Regions from separate parts of the Macaca mulatta genome. Here region 2 is linked to region 1. Evidence: chromatin contacts called from public Hi-C data. All regions are on one chromosome and are shown on one strand. Each heading gives the region's core, a stretch centred on a gene start, on an enhancer-like site or on the middle of the called end of the contact. The rest is flanking DNA. Distances are from core to core; before and after follow the strand shown.

Region 1 (7,685 bases), core at 1,936-4,435:
AAGTTAGGAGAGAAAAAACAACAGCAAAAAGAAAAATCCAAGAAGGGGAGGTGTGTGCAACAACTACTGACAAAACAAAATCACCAATGACCAACTTTTGAGATTAAAACTATAACTGGAACAGGAAATATTTTTCATGCCTCAAGTTCCTGCCATATATAAGAACAGAGGCTGGAACAAAGACTAGTCTGCTCCCCCCACCCCCAAAGTCACTGGAGCTCATGGCCATGTGTTAAGATCCAGCTTCATGAAGCTAGAGGGGATGGGAAAGCTCTGGGTTGAAGAACTGGCAACAAACTGATCAGGAATATTGGACTCCCAAAAGAGAGACCTGAAAAAAATAAAATTCACTTCCCCAAAGAAAAACCAGAGAACTGTCTCATATGGATCAGTCCACTGAGATATGCCATAAAAGAGAAAGGCCCATCCACTAACTGCCAGGGAAGTCTCCCAGTAAAGGAAGCTGAGAGAAATAAAGTGATTACAGGTTTTATCTAGTATGTAGTAAAGTTACCTCGAGCCCAAGATCAGGCAAGGTCATAGCACAGACTTGTGAAGGAACAAAAGCCTCTGAGGTCAGTCCTCAGGACCACAGAACGATTTTGTTCACAGTTGGAGCAACGACGGAAAAATCCACCCCGTTCCTCCTCGTCCCCCACCCAACCACGACCACACCAAGGAGCGGACAGGCCAAGAACCTCGTCTCAAGTGGCATTACCTTGCCAGTCCCTCTGGTTTGAAAGGCGTCTCACACACTGCCAGGTCGAATGGGCAGGCGTCTATGTGAGAACCCCGTGCACTGGTTATTACTAATTGCAAAATCCTCATGTGTTACAGCATGCTAGGAATTAGCCAACAGCTGCTTTTTGCTTCGGTAATGAGGCCCTATTACACTCTGCTGGACTGAGTTCTCTTCCTTCTTCCTAGCACTGGTTTCCTGTCTGATTTTCTTCCAAAACCGGGAATTGCCTCCGCTCACATCCTGGGCTCAAAGCCCTAGTGACACAGATTATTCAGTTGGGGCAATGATGTCCGGTCTGACATCCCGGCAGGCCCCAGGGTCTATGCTAAGCCAGGCAGTGAGATTGTAATACTCCAACGATAACTGCCAAAGACACATTAGGGAAAAGAACAGGGAAGAAATCAAAAGATCCCTTCCTGATTCCAGGGAGGAGGACAGGCGTTTGGGGTTTGTTGAACGGGAGACGGAGGGTACAGACTTCAGCCTATTCCCTCAGGATGTTTACATTCAATACAAACCACCAACGGGGCTGGGAAGCAAACATAACCAGTAACTTTTCGGATTTAAAACTCATCACCTTGGTGCTCAATACGAACGGTGCATTGACTGCACCCTCAATGAACAGACCAGGCTGTCTCTACTGCGGGTGCTTATAGGAGCACCATGGGAGGCAGAGGGAAGGCAGAAAAGCCATTTTGGGGACTCATCAGGTATAGGGAATCACTTTGGAACAAGGGATCCCTCATCAGATCCAAAAGAGAGCCATGTTCCATAAGACTTTCCAGCTGAATCTACCCCTCCCTGGAAGCCCACCCCAGCCCCTTCTAGAGGCCAAGGCCACCGCCTTATGGAGCATCCCTTGCTGCAGCCAACTGTGCTAGACTCCACAGATGCTGACCACCGTGGGCTTCATGTTGTATTGGGCCTGCGTTAACCCAGCTCTCTCTTGAGACAGAGCGGGTGGGGAGCCGCAGCAGAGGGCAGGCACGCCATCAGCACCCCCCCCCCCCCGCCCCGCAACAACAGTACCTTCCTGGTATTTATAAACACAGAGATCACACGCACAATCCCTCCACCGCAAACCAGTCCGGCTGCTTTAGAAACAAGTTGTTTTCTGCTTCCAGAACCACCCAGGAGCCTGTGTGATGTCTCTTCCCCCACCCGACCCCCTCTTCTCTCTGCCGGCCTCCTTGCTCCAGGTACCCCCAGACCCTCACGGTGCTCCTTCGTTCCTGCGGGGCAGTGCAGCCTCCTGTCCTCGACCCTTACAGAAGACGGGCGGGCAGGCGGGCATGCACTGGGCACACAGGCGGCATGAGCCAATCAAGGCTGGCTTCTTCCTTCCTGACCTTCGCACCTGATTCCCAGAGCGGCAGCCCTCGCCCTCGCTCCAGATTACTTGAAGGAGTCCAACCATGTTTCTGGATCCCCAACCCCTTTCAGAAAGGAGCTAAGACTGATGGAGAACGAGGAGGGGAGAGAGAGAGGGCTTTCCTGAAAGAATAGGGTCCCAGGATGTCGAAAGGTGCCAGTGGGTGCAAAGATTTTCTTGTCTGTCCACCATCCAGAAAGAAGACTCGGGGCGGGGGGCGAGGAGGGGCGGGCACTGGGGAGGGGGAGTAGTTCATGGGAGGAGGTAACAGGCTCTTCCTGGTAGGGGGCCTACAATTCCAGGAGTTTATCTGGGTAAAATATAATGTGGGAGGAAAAGGGCATGTTGTCTTTTCAAGCCCACTCCCCAATCCCCTGATGTAAAAGGGGGTGGTGGGGGAGGAGAGGACGAAAATCCAGAACTTAACAACGGTGGCCCGTAGGTATTTTTTCGCTAAGAAAAGGAAAAGAAAGCAAAAGAGGCAGTGGCGGCGAGAGGAGGGCAGGGGTCCGCCCGCGCCGCCAGGTGCACCGGGGCCCGCACCTACCTGCTGGCCGCCGCCGCCGCTGGAGTACGACTCGGCGTGCGCAGGAGAGCCGCTGCTGCCCCGGGACGAGGTGTCAAAGTTCCCGGGATAATCCTGGTACATGATCCGCGGTAGGGGCCGGAGGGGAAACAGGGTGTTTTTCTTCCCCCGCCCTCGCCGCGGCCGCGCACCGGCTGCTGCGCGCTCGTTCGTCCGCCGGCCGCGCCGCGGGCTCTGGGTTTCGCTCCTGGGTTTCTCCCCAACCGCGGCGGGCGAGGACAAGGAGGCGGCGACACCTCGGGAACAGCGTCCCCCGAGCGCCTCTTACGGCACTTCTTTCCGGCTCTGAGAACGCCGCGGGACCAGTTGTCCACCCGGTCCCTCCCTCTAAAAAGTCGGCGCGTCTCTCGGTCCCTCCCCTGCGCGCGCCCTCCCGCCCCCGCGCGCAGCCGGAGCTCAGCCGGGACCCACGGCCCAATCAAAAACTGGAAATTAAAAAGACTAGGAGCCCAGAGAGCCTGGCCTGCCAGCCCCCGGGACCCTCCGATTTCAGACAGGGCCAAAAAGGCGGAAAGAAAAGCTGTCCGCTGGGAGAAACTTCTGTTTCTTCCTTTCAGAAAAGGAGCCGGAGAATAAACTTCCCGTGGCCGACTCGCCGCCGGAGTTTCGGGGCGGCTCGGATACTTGACTGGGAGAAGGCGGCGTGCGCCCGTCCCGCGGCCCCGAGCGCGCCAGGGGGACAGCGGCTCGTGGGGCTCAAGCTGAGCTGGCGCTGAGAGGGACGCGGCCCTGCTCCCCGCTCCGGCGCCCGGACCTGCACCCCTTCCCCGGCGCCCGCTCCCGGACGGGCCCGCCTCGCCCGACCGCGCCTCTCCCTCTCCCTCTTTCTGTCCCCGCCGAGCGCCGCTCGTTCGCTCGCTCGCTGGTTCGCTCGAAGCCCTAGCGCTCTGCCCGAGATGAGTCACTACAATGGCACGAGTTCAACTCACACTCTTTATTCTCCAGCCCTGTACCATGTGGATTCACTCACGTCAACCCCAGACTCCACCTTGCAGGGAGGAGCGCACGAGGAGGCGGGGGGGGAGGAGGCCGCGGAGGAGGAAGAGGCGCAGGAGGGGAGGAGGCGGGCGCAGCTCTTCCCTCCCAGCCCCGGCTCCCGGCCGCGCTGACGCCAGCCGCGCACCCCGCGCGAGGAAGCCAGGCGGTGGCCCGGGCGGGAGCGGGCGGCCCGCACGGTTGGGGGGCGCCGAGGCAGCCCCGGCCCTCCCCCGCCCCCCGCTCACCCCCCGGGCCCAGCGCCCTTGGTCTGTTCCATTGGCGCACGTTGCCAAAGATGGTCATTTGCGTTAGAGGACGCGAGTGCGGGTTTCCTCGCTTTCGGGTGACGTGGAGGGAGAGGGATTCCCTCGCCCGCTCCCGAGTGCGCTGTGGCCTCTCCCCCGCCCCGGGAAGGGGCGCGGGGCGGGGCCCCGAGAGCGGCCGCGCGGTCTCGACTCCGGATTTTAGAAAATAATCACAGCCCTGACGGCGAGACGGGCGGTTCGGTGCGGCGCCACCGGGAGGCCGGGAGCTGGGCGCGCAGAGCCGCTCGCAGGGAGGGCGCGGCCGCGCGCGGTCGTAGGCGCCCTTCGCGGCGCCGCCGAGTGCAGCGGGCGCCCGGGGCGCGCAGGGTGCCCGCGCCGCCCTGCGGCCGGGTCTTGGCGGGGCGCGGCGCCGGGCGGGGCTGGCCTGCCTATTTTTCCCTCCGTGGCGGGCTGCCTACCGCTTCCCTTTTTGATTTTTGTTTTTCATGTTTTCGGTCCTACAGTTAATTCGTTAGGAGTAGCCTTGAAGATGAAATTAACCGGGCAAGACATTCCGGCTGCCCTGTACGCCGAGCAATTAGGACGCATCTAATAAGAGTAATCGGGCGTTCATAAGCAAACTCCCGACTGTTACGAATTAAAAAAAAAAAAAAAAGTAGCCAGCGAGAGGGTGTGCCCCAACGTTGTCGTCTTCAGCTGTTTTGGAGCGAAGTTCAGGGCGCGGGTAGCCGGACACTTGGGTCCTCCTCCCTCACTGGGCGGGGCTGGGAGGGGCGCGGCGCAGGGTACAGAGCACAGACCTTGGAGCAGGAACGCCCGGCTACGCTATTTACGAGCTGTGAGATCTTAGACCAATTCCTTAACCTCTCTGGGCCTCAGTTTCCTCCTATAAAGGGAAGGAGTTTGGAGCCATGACCTTAGGCCCTTCTCTGCTCTGGAGCTCCAGTCCTTCTGCTGAGATGATGGTGTGTGAATGGAGAAGTACTGTAGCGGAATTCAGGGAACTTAGGTTCTGGCCCAGGGTCTGTTAGCCTCAGTTTACCCAATTCTTAAGTAGCACCAGCCGTCTGTACCCCACAGGGTCCTTATGAGGCCCCAAAGTTAAGAGGTGTTCTTGAGAGTCCATTGCGGGCAACTCGCTGTGCACCGTCACACAATTTCTGTCCTCAGTTTCCTTATCTGTAAAGTGGGGGTGTTGGTAGGAAAGAAAAATAGAGCCGGGAACGCGAAGCTTTCCTGGGGCTCTATATAAAGCGCTGGCATTTCCGGGACGGCTGGCGGCATCTGGCCGCCCCAAGGGCCCCAAGATACGGTAATCCCAAACAATACTCGGGGTCATTGTTTACAGCTATAAAACACATTCTGTCTTGAACGCTATCCCCAAGGACGCGCGCGCGTGCGCGACGGGACGAGGCCAGCCAGACTCCTCGCACCTCCGCTGCTGCCCGCTGGGCAGAGTCCCCAACTCCGCGGGCCCAGGAGAGGGGTGTGGGGCAGGCGGACGCGCACGCCAGCCGTGGGTGCTTTGCTTTTTTCTTCCTCCTCCCCATCCCTGCGTCCTGGCCTGCCTGGGTGTTTACGCGCCTCTCCCAGCAGGACTGAGTAAATGCAGTCCTTTGACGCAAAACGAATCAGTCCTTCCCCAGCGGCAGCAGCAAAACCCAGAAAACTGGGGGTGGGGATAGGGACGGGAGGGGCACAGAAGAAATCGTGACACTTTCCCACTCTCTTCTCAGCCCCTCCCCGCGCCACGCGGGCCTCAGGCCGCCCTAGCCAAGTCTTGGGGGCTGCAAAGGGAGGCGCGGCGAAAGCGCCCTGAGCCCTCCCAGTAGCAACCGCGTGTCGGAGCGGCGCGAACAGACGCACTTTTGGTTTTCGTTTGAGCAGTAGAGGCTGCCCCGCCCTCCCCCACCTGGCGCTCGAAAATCCGGGTGCTTCTGGGTCTCTCCCACACAGTCCTTCCAGTAATGCGGGGGGAAAAGAGGCGGGGGAAGGGGAGCAGGAGCTTCCTCCGCGGCCTCCGCAGTCCCGGGCGCGCCCAGCCCCGGCCCGGCGCCGCCGGGAGCGCGCGGGCGAGCGCACCCTCGCGCCCTCGCCCGCCCCCGCCTGCTAGCTCCCCGGTCCTTTCCTTTCTTGTGGGTTCCCGTAAAGCCCAGCAGCCTGGAGACGTCTGCAGAGCATCACGGAATCTGTGCTGATGCAATTCACTAGCCTCCCTTTGGTGCGCCCTGGCCTGCCTCAGAGCGCTTTGATCCCGGCCCTCTCCTACTCCAGAGCTCGTGCTGGCTCCCTCTGCCCGCCGGGAGGCCTGCGTTCCGCCGCCGGCTCACCCCCTTTCAGTACTCCCAGCGCCGGACACACAACTCTGTGCCCTGGTGCTGCTGCGAGACTGACCTCCCCAGGTTCAGCCAGTGCCTCAGCGAACTGTGCCTGCCAAACCGAGAATTCAGCCTCCAAGCCTAGTTCAGTGCCCTCTCCTTGGGAAATCATTCCAGAGTCATCCAGTTAGAAAGGGTCCTCTGGCTCCCTGGAATGCTAAAAATAGAGGTGACCCTTTATCGAGTGCTAAAATCAGAGCCAGGCACCATGCTGAATACAGGGCTTGTTCAGTGGAATTCTCAGAGCAAACGCTGGAGGTGGGTATTATTCTCTGGTTGCAGAAGACAGTGAGATTGAATAACTTGTCCAGGGTTAGTGAGTTAGTGATCGGTTAGGAGTGCAGTTGAGATTTTCCGACCCCAGGCTCGTCTTCTTCCCCAGGACATGGCATGACCTGCCTCCTGTTGGAATGTCTTTGTCTCTCTCTTACTGGTCTTGGAAGACATGGTCTTTATCTGGTGCATGACTTTATCCTACACTTAGAGGTGTTCCTTAATTCTCCACTGAACAAATAGCCTCAGCACCATCCCTCAGCTTAGAGAAGAGGCCATGTCAAGTGAGGGAAGGGAAGGGAAGGGGAAGAGGGAAGCTGGGGTGGGAAGAAAAGGGTAGGTGAGCTGTCTTCTCATTGCCTCTTGGTCTCTGAGACTTCTCTGCCCCACTTTTGCCGGTCTCCTTGTTTGTCCATCCTGGCCAGTGTTTGGCCCTTGAGAGATGAGGAATCCCAGAATAGCTGGCACCTCTGAGCTGCGCTGGCCCACACATCTCAGCACGAGATAGTTGAAGCCCTTTCACACACATCGCCTCACTTGTCCTTACACATGACATCTCTGAAAGGGATATAGACAGCAGAGTGACTCTGGATTGCCAGAGAGGAGGCTTAGGTGCAGAGTGGCACAGCAGCCTACTCAAAATTTTCCAGCTGTAGGTGTCAGTCTGTGTTCAAAGCCGTCTCACCTGACTTTAAACCCAGCACTTTGCTGTTTGCCATGCTTCCAGCCTTGTAAGTTTAGGAGCAAACTCCATCTCTCTTTTTCTTTTTTTTTTTTTGAGACAGAGTCTTCCTCTGTCCCCCAGGCTGGAATGCAGTGTTGTGATCTCAGCCCACTGCAACCTCTGCCTCCCGAGTTCAAGTGATTCTCCTGCCTTAGCCTCCCAAGTAGCTGGGATTACAGGAGCACGCCACCGCACCTGGCTAATTTTTGTGTTTTTTGTAGAGCTGGGGTTTGACCATGTTGACCAGGCTGGTCTCAAACTCCTGGCCTCAAGTGATCAGCCCGCCTTGGCCTCCCAAAGTGCTGGGTTTACAGGCGTGAGCCACCATTCCCAGCTTACATCTCTTAATGATACACTGTCCTCTAT
Region 2 (7,685 bases), core at 3,819-6,318, 510 kb after region 1:
AAACATTAGACAAACCCATGTGGATGCACATTTTACAAAATAAGTCGCCAGTACTCTTTAAAAGCATCAAGGTCATGACAGGCAAAGAAAAATTGAGGAACTGTCACTGTTGGGGAGACTAAGGAGATATGATGATTGGATCCTGGAACAAGAAAAAGGCATTAATGGGAAGACTGGCAAAATTCAAATAAAACCTGTAGGACAATTAACAATATTGTAACAATGCTAATTTCCTGTAGTATTTCTGTAACTTTTTTGTAAATCTAAATTTGTTTCAGAAAAAAAAAAAAATCTGTTTTTTAATGCAACATTTCTAGGTGTGAGATCTTACTGTTTCAACCCCATTGTGAGAAATAACCCATTTTGGCTAGCTTTTATAATTTTCATATTAAGAGAGTTTATCAAATGATATCAGATTCAGAATATGTTTGTTGCTGGACTGCAGCAAACACAATAAGAAAACAAGCCAATGAATGAAAAACACACTTCTAAAACTCTGACGGCATGCTCTTCACAAAGAAAAAACAGAAAAAAGACATGAACATTCTAGTCATAAAACAATGACCCGGAACACAAATAAAATAACCTGAAACATAAAATGTCAAGAACTGAACAAAACCAACTGAATCAAAATATGATGAGATGATGACTTGGTGGGTTTCTGTCGTGGTCAATTTTTATGAGTCTGGTAAGGAAGGGCTGTCATTAGGTAAAGGTTGAATTGGTTCTGGTACATTCACTGAACTCATTCTGGTACATACCCAGATTTTAAGTCAGTTATCCTCAAACAGTTTGTAGCATCCAGTCCCACTTTTCCATTCCGGACCACGCTAGATATGAAAGGCGAGAGCATTGGAGATATTCGGTTCAAGGCCACTTCTGGGGACATTTTAACTTGACTTGTAAATCACCACTGAAAGTAGAAGGAAAGAATGATGATCAGGGCTTACAAATGGACTAGATACAACACGCTTCCTGAAAACTGGACAGCATACAGCAGTTCCTCTTGCATGAATAAATAATTCCTTTCCCATCTCTAGTGCAGCCTCTTCCAGTGATCTTCCAGAAGAAACCACCTCACTTCTTCTCAGCTACTCAGGACTGGGACTACACCACTGCTTTTCAGGAACAGAAGGAACCCCTGAAATACAATTCCCTCTTCCTTCCCAAAGCTGATTTCTACACTGCCATACTCTACTTAAAGTGGTCCCACTCTATCTCACAACTGGCTTGCTCTATTTTAGTTGAGTCCAAGGAGCCCTTGCTAGCAATCCTCTATCCCAACACAAAAACACACACATCACTGAGTTAGCAATCTCTCCCTCTGTGCCCCCACAAGGAGTAAAAACTTGATGGATAATACCATATAAAACCCTATACAACAGGCTAACCTGCTTGCAACTATTCCTTACTAGAAATTATTTACTGCTGATATACCTTTTTTTTTTTTTTTTTTTTTTTTTTTTGGAGACGGAATCTCACTCTGTTGCCAGGCTGGACTGCAACAGCACAATATTGGCTCACTGCAACCTCCGCCTCCCAGGTTCAAGTGATTCTCCTGCCTCAGCCTCCTAAGTAGCTGGGACTACAGGCATGAGCCACCAGGCCCAGCTAATTTTTGTATTTTTAGTAGAGACAGGGTTTCACCATGTTGGCCAGGATGGTCTCGATCTCTTGACCTCATGATCCACCCGCCTCAGCCTCCCAAAGTGCTGGGATTACAGGCGTGAGCCACTGCGCCCGGCCCACTGCTGATATACCTTTCTTAATAATCTTTCCGTCCACAATGTAGTAAAACTACCTGTTTATGTGATCTCTTCCCTGCAGGGACTACATTTTGAATCCCCAAGGTTTAACAGAAATACCTGGCACATGCTAAACACTCAATAAACATTTTTTAATAAATAAATGAGTAAGGGGACAAAAGTTAGAGAAATATTTCTGTATGGAGAGAAGATAATGTGCCCCCCCCAAAAAAAATTTGGTAGGGGAATAGACATAACAAAATCCAAGGGATAGATATAGCAAAAATCTACTTGACAATTAAATTATGAAAACATCACCTATGCAGCTATCAAGCAACACAGACTAACACGGATCTTAAGGTATTTGACTTTAAGGCACTAAGTCCTTACACTTAAAACCACAAAAGTAGAACCAATACATCATATCTAAATTATCTGGAAACTCAGGGGCTGGGGGAGAGAGTACACGAATTCTTCTTAATAGATTTCTAAATGAAAGCCTCTTCCTTCAGAGGAATAAGTCGATTCAAATGATCGTTTCCTTCCTCAATTTTAAAGAATAATGCCACATCAAAAGAAAATTAATTTCCAGCAAGTTACCAGTAAATGATGTTCTGGTTCTAGTTTTCATACATTATACCACATGAAAACTTGCAAGTCCTTGCTAAAATAAATGTTGAAAAGTAGAACCTGTTTCAATGTATTATTTCAGATAGTAAATAATAAATTTATTTGCTAATTTGATAGCTCAAAAAATAACACTTTGACCCTATATAGTGATGACACCCAGAAGTATCTTCAAGATACTTATAACACCTTTATACTTATACTTCAGTTCCAAAATCATCCTTTTTGTAAATATAAAACAAGCTCTTCTTCTGACCACTTAACAGATGACCCCCACCGACTATTCTCTCATTTCAAAGTAAGACTAAACATCTAACACAGTACTACCAATCATAAAAATCATGTACTTTTTAAAATGTTTTATCACTTATAAGGAGCGTCCATATATACTACTGCAGTTGATCTTCACAAGCCCGAGGTAGTAAAGAATTTTAATTCCCATTTTGCAGATAATGTGGGTAATTATTATCATTTGATTCTGAACAGTATACTAATCCACATCATAATTTTGAAGCCTATTTTTTTCCATTCGCCAACATTTCCACCTTCATGTCTATGTCACAATTCTTGAAGGGATGCTTATCAAAGTCATATGCTAAGTACAAATATACCCATGTTATAAAAAAGCAAAAGGGTCTCACCTATATTACAAAATTGTTCTTCTGTGTTTTTTCCCACAGTACCTATTATTACTTTATCTCTTGTTTCTACAAAAGAAGGAAACAGAACCAACACAATCTAGACATCTATCTACCCACTATCAGGCATTATATTACTTTCTATCTGTAATTTCATTTACTTTCCCCCAACTCTGTTCCCTGAGAACAATAATTGTTCCCATTTGACAAATGGAAGCTAAAGAAACTTGACAAATAGAAAATTAAAGCTCAACAAAATAGAGTAACTTGTTGAACGTTGGAAGTTGGAGCATCAGAATTCGAATCCGGCTTCTCCAAGTCCACTATACCCATCTTCCTCTCAAATAAACATTGGTAACTTCGATCACCAAAGAGAAAAGCATCAAGGTGATTTTTTAAAGCGTATATCTTATAAAATGTGAACAGACAAAAAGTAACAAATTTAAACAAATGATTGCTTTACCACTAAAAACACACTGGACTATTGCTGGGCTACTGCTGAACCTGTTCAGAGTGATTCACTAGACAAATGTTAAAAGGAACAACCTTGCTCTAGAAGCCAAACCATACTAAAAGTGACACCAATACATTCTAATTCAGCAACGGTCGTGACTTTAGAATGACACCTTAGAGATGAATTCTCTTTATTTCTAGGGCAGCCATAATACTATTTTTTGACAGTGCAAGGTTTCACGCAGTTTTAAAATCTATTTCAACCACGAGGAGGTGTGACTTCTCTTAAAAAAAAAAACAAGGGAGGCTGGAATACAATGACTCCAAAATCAGAGGTCACTTAGCCAAAAACACTGGTCCTTTGGTGCAGTAAACTGGGTACATGGACAGGGAGTCACCACCGGTAGTAACTCTTACGCATGGCAGCACTATAATACACCCCAGATATACAAATATTTATGGTGGTCAGAGTCACCTGAATGCTTCTCCTGCAATTTGTATTTCCTGATTTTGACGTATTGCAAAAGGAAAATGCAAAATTACAATTTTTGCAAGGGTCTGCTACCCCAAAATAAAGTTACAAAAGGTCCTTTGATGAGAGGCCTGGGGATTACAAAGACGTCTAAAGCGCCATCCAGGTTCTTGCAATTAAAAATAGATGACAAACACGGAAACATGTGCCCTGCTGACGTCATGGAACGGAAAGGGGTGGCATCCTGCTGCGTCACGTCGACGTCATACAGCGCACGAGGGAAGTTACACTGGGGAAGCAATTTCCCCCAAGGGGCAACATTCGAGAAAAACAAGCTAGCTCAGACCCGAAGAATGACCACCCCACTCTAGGGGACGTCTTAAAAGGGACACTCTCCCCTCTCCCAAACTGTATGGTTCCCCTCATCAGGCAACAAGGAACTAATACTCGGGGTTTACAGGGACCAGGGGATGGGCCATACATGGAGAAAGAGACGCATCTGGCCTTGGGGGCTCGTTCTTGAGGGGATCAGCGTGATGGGGATGAGAAGGGCATCTTTGGAACGGGGGGCCTTCCCCACAGGAAGAGGAGGCGAGTCCCCTGGCCATATTTAAACCACGGTTCTCCACGCCACCTGTGCGACTCGGGATCCAACCTCCCCGCACCAGCCCCAGTCCAGGTACCTGGAACTTAGTCCGATCGGTAACCGGCGACTACGTGGGGTACAGGTACCCGAGCGCGCCCCCGACCGACGCACCGACCTGCGCGCGCGCCGCGGGCCGGATGCGTGCGCACTCCCCGGACGTCCCGCCCCGCCCCCTCTGCGGCCCCAGAGCTGGGCGGCGTGCGCGCCCCCGCGCCGCGCCGAGCCGGGCGCTCGGAAAGGCGTCCCCGCGGTGCCTGACAGTTCCTTCCTCAGTGCCTGCCCCGTGAGTGGCGAGGAGCGCGGAGTCTTGCCACATCAGGAGGGCCCTGTTACGTGAGGCTGTGCACGGAGACTATTCCAGGAAGAAGAGGGGACACTTGGTGGGCGGGGTGATTTCGGGCAGTCAGGTGGGCGACCCGCGTAGGCGTCTGAAAGGCCCGCGTCGTTAGGGAAGGCAGGAGCGGCGTCTCTGGTTACAGGGTTGGGCAAAGGGCAGAGGTCAGCGTCCAGGTTGGACAGCAGCACCTTTGAGCGATGGCGGCGTCTGGGGAACCCTGGAGGCAGTGGCAGGAGGAGGTGGCGGCGGTGGTAGTGGTGGGCTCCTGCATGACCGACCTGGTCAGGTTAGTCCGGGGCGAGTTACTGAGTCTGCGGCTTGGGGGAGGAGGTGTGCCGTGCGCTATGCGCCCAGCGGAGCTCTTGGGCGCTGGGTCTCCAGGGATAGACCGTGCTAGCTTTGGGTATGAGCTGCAGGTTTTCGAACCCCTCAGCCTGCCTTCCCGGCATGAAAGAATTTGAGTCTGTAAAGGTAAACCTCAGGGGAGGGGACATAAGAGGCCAGGGTTTAGTGAAAGCTCTAATATTACTCAAAGCGCTCCCCAAAGACCTTTCTTGGCCCGGCTGCTGAGCCTTTCCCCAAACGAGCCAGGGAACTTTGCCTACGTCATTTTACCTCCTCCGAGAATGTGCCTACCTCACAGGGTTGTTGTGAGGACTAAATGAAGTAAAGTGTTTTGTCAAGCGTAACATTATCCAATTTGGATATTACTCGTCTGAGCTTATTGTATAAAATAATGAGTCGAGCAGAAGTAAAAAAGTCTGTCAGCTTTCCCCATGTTGATTGTCGGCATTACTGCAGTATTTTATATTTACAGCGTATATTTCAGCAAGCCAGGTATGAATCAAAATAAAAACATAAACACAGTATTTACAACCACTAAAAACTATCATCAAATTATGATAGAAAATATGGCAAATGAAAATTGTTGAGTTAGGTCAGTAAGACTGAGTAAACAGATCCTTCTGATTTATCTTTTTTTTAAATTAAGGTAGCTTTTCTGATTATAAAAGTAAAGTATGTTCATTGTAAAAGTAGTAATAAATTCAGATATTCCAAGAAAATCCTACCACTCCAATTACTGCAGTTCAGTCTTTTGATGAATATCTTTTCAGATGTAATGCTACTTTTATGTTATAAAAATGATCAGGTATACTACAGTAACACCTCATCTGTCCTGAAATGTTGCTTTTCCAAAGGGTATTAGAGAAAGTGGAACTAAACAAAAAAGCCTTGGGGCAATCAAAATAAGTCACCAAATTGCTGCACCAAACCACCTGTATTCTACTCAAAAAATAGGTCTAGGGTCTTCATGTAACCAATTTAACCTTACCTTAAAATATTTATAAGCTGTGTTGCCAAATTTCCACTGAGATTAGAAAGGTGGGAGTAGAGAGGAGAGGCTGCTTGAGGCAGTTATAGTGACTGATGAAAACTTGAGGGTGAGTAGGAGACTATGTAACAAGAAGAAGCAATAAAAGAATTTTGAATATCAGTGACCTTTATTTTTCCACAAATATTAGAACTATTTTGTCAGACACTGTGCCAAAATAAAAATACTTTCCTTTGGTGACAGAGCATAAAATTGAATCTAGTTGGAGACATTTGTTGAAGAGGCCTGTACATCTTTTTCTAGAGCAAGAGTCAGTAAACTTTTCTGTAAAGGGCCAGATAGTAAATATTTTAGACTTTGCAAGCCATGTATGGTCTAGGTCACATTTTTTTAACAACATTTTTTAAATGTAAAAACCATTCTTACCTCCCAAGCCTTACAAGAACATCCTGCAGGCCATAGATTACAGACACCTGTGTAGAAAGAACATCACTGTGTTTACAACACAATATAGCAATTGCTTTTACTGGTGATGACTCTTTTCAATAAAAGGTTATATGGTACTTGTTAAATTTTGTATAAAAATGGGACATGTATTTCACTTTAGAAAAAGTTTCATCAAAAATTCATAAAGTTTAGTTACATAAAGAATAAACCTTCAGTAAACCTTCATCTAAAATGGTAATCCCATGCGAAATCCACCTAGCTAAATGTTTACCGTGATTTTATATGTGAAGTGGCAGAAGAGTAAGAAAACTAAAGTGGGCCAGGCACAGTGGCTCACACCTGTGATCCCAGCACTTTGGGAGGCCAAGGTGGGCAGATCACCTGAGATCAGGAGTTTGAGACCAGCCCAGCCAACATGGTGAAACCCCATCTCTACTAAAAATATAAAAATTAGCTGGGCATGGTAGCTGGCACCTGTGATCCCAGCTACTCAGGAGGCTGAGGCAGGAGAATTGCTTGAACCTGGGAGGTGGAGTTAGCAATGAGCCGAGATCGCGCCATTGCACTCCAGCTTGGGCGACAAGAGCAAAACATCTCAAAACAAAAAAAAAAAAGAAAAGAAAATTAAGTTTTCTCATACATACTACCTAAATAAAAGTGTCAGGGTTAAAATTCAGAGCCATTTCCTTGTTACCAAACTAAGAACTTTCTGTGAAGCTTGACCATCAGATACTAAAAATAACTATAATACTTTGTGGAGTGGGGTAGGGGAGTGGTGTCAAAAGCCCATTTTAGTATCCGTCAGGGTTTTAAAATCTTATTTCAGAGCTAGAAAAATCTGGAAATTATTTATTCTAGTCCTTCAGTTTTTAGATAAATAAACTGAAGCCCAGAGAATAATTTCTCCTCTTGCCCATATTCTTTCCTTCATAAAATATCCAAGTTTCTTCTCTTCACATGAATCATTAGTAAAAATCTAATCATTAG

The links. A called contact is a pair of places that touch in the nucleus more often than the background predicts.
Region 2: a Hi-C map of liver shows a contact between it and region 1, with 2.7 times the contacts expected there. The contact joins the promoter of RBKS here to the promoter of FOSL2 in region 1. A contact is called at or near these places in 4 of 14 Hi-C or Micro-C datasets (CD4 T cells, fetal cortex germinal zone, fetal cortical plate and 1 more).

The regions. Positions count from the first base shown.
Region 1 is chr13:96,585,052-96,592,736 of T2T-MMU8v2.0, forward strand. It overlaps FOSL2 (FOS like 2, AP-1 transcription factor subunit), which reads right to left and starts at 3,186. Exons shown (of 4, transcript NM_001260911.1): 1 at 2,662-3,186. The coding sequence starts at 2,763. LOC144333808 (a long non-coding RNA gene) reads left to right here and starts at 1,790. Exons shown (of 2, transcript XR_013402872.1): 1 at 1,790-1,941.
Region 2 is chr13:97,092,566-97,100,250 of T2T-MMU8v2.0, forward strand. RBKS (ribokinase) reads left to right here and starts at 5,069. Exons shown (of 7, transcript XM_077959853.1): 1 at 5,069-5,204. The coding sequence starts at 5,116. BABAM2 (BRISC and BRCA1 A complex member 2) reads right to left here and starts at 6,723. Exons shown (of 12, transcript XM_028831823.2): 1 at 6,678-6,723; 2 at 762-913. The coding sequence starts at 889.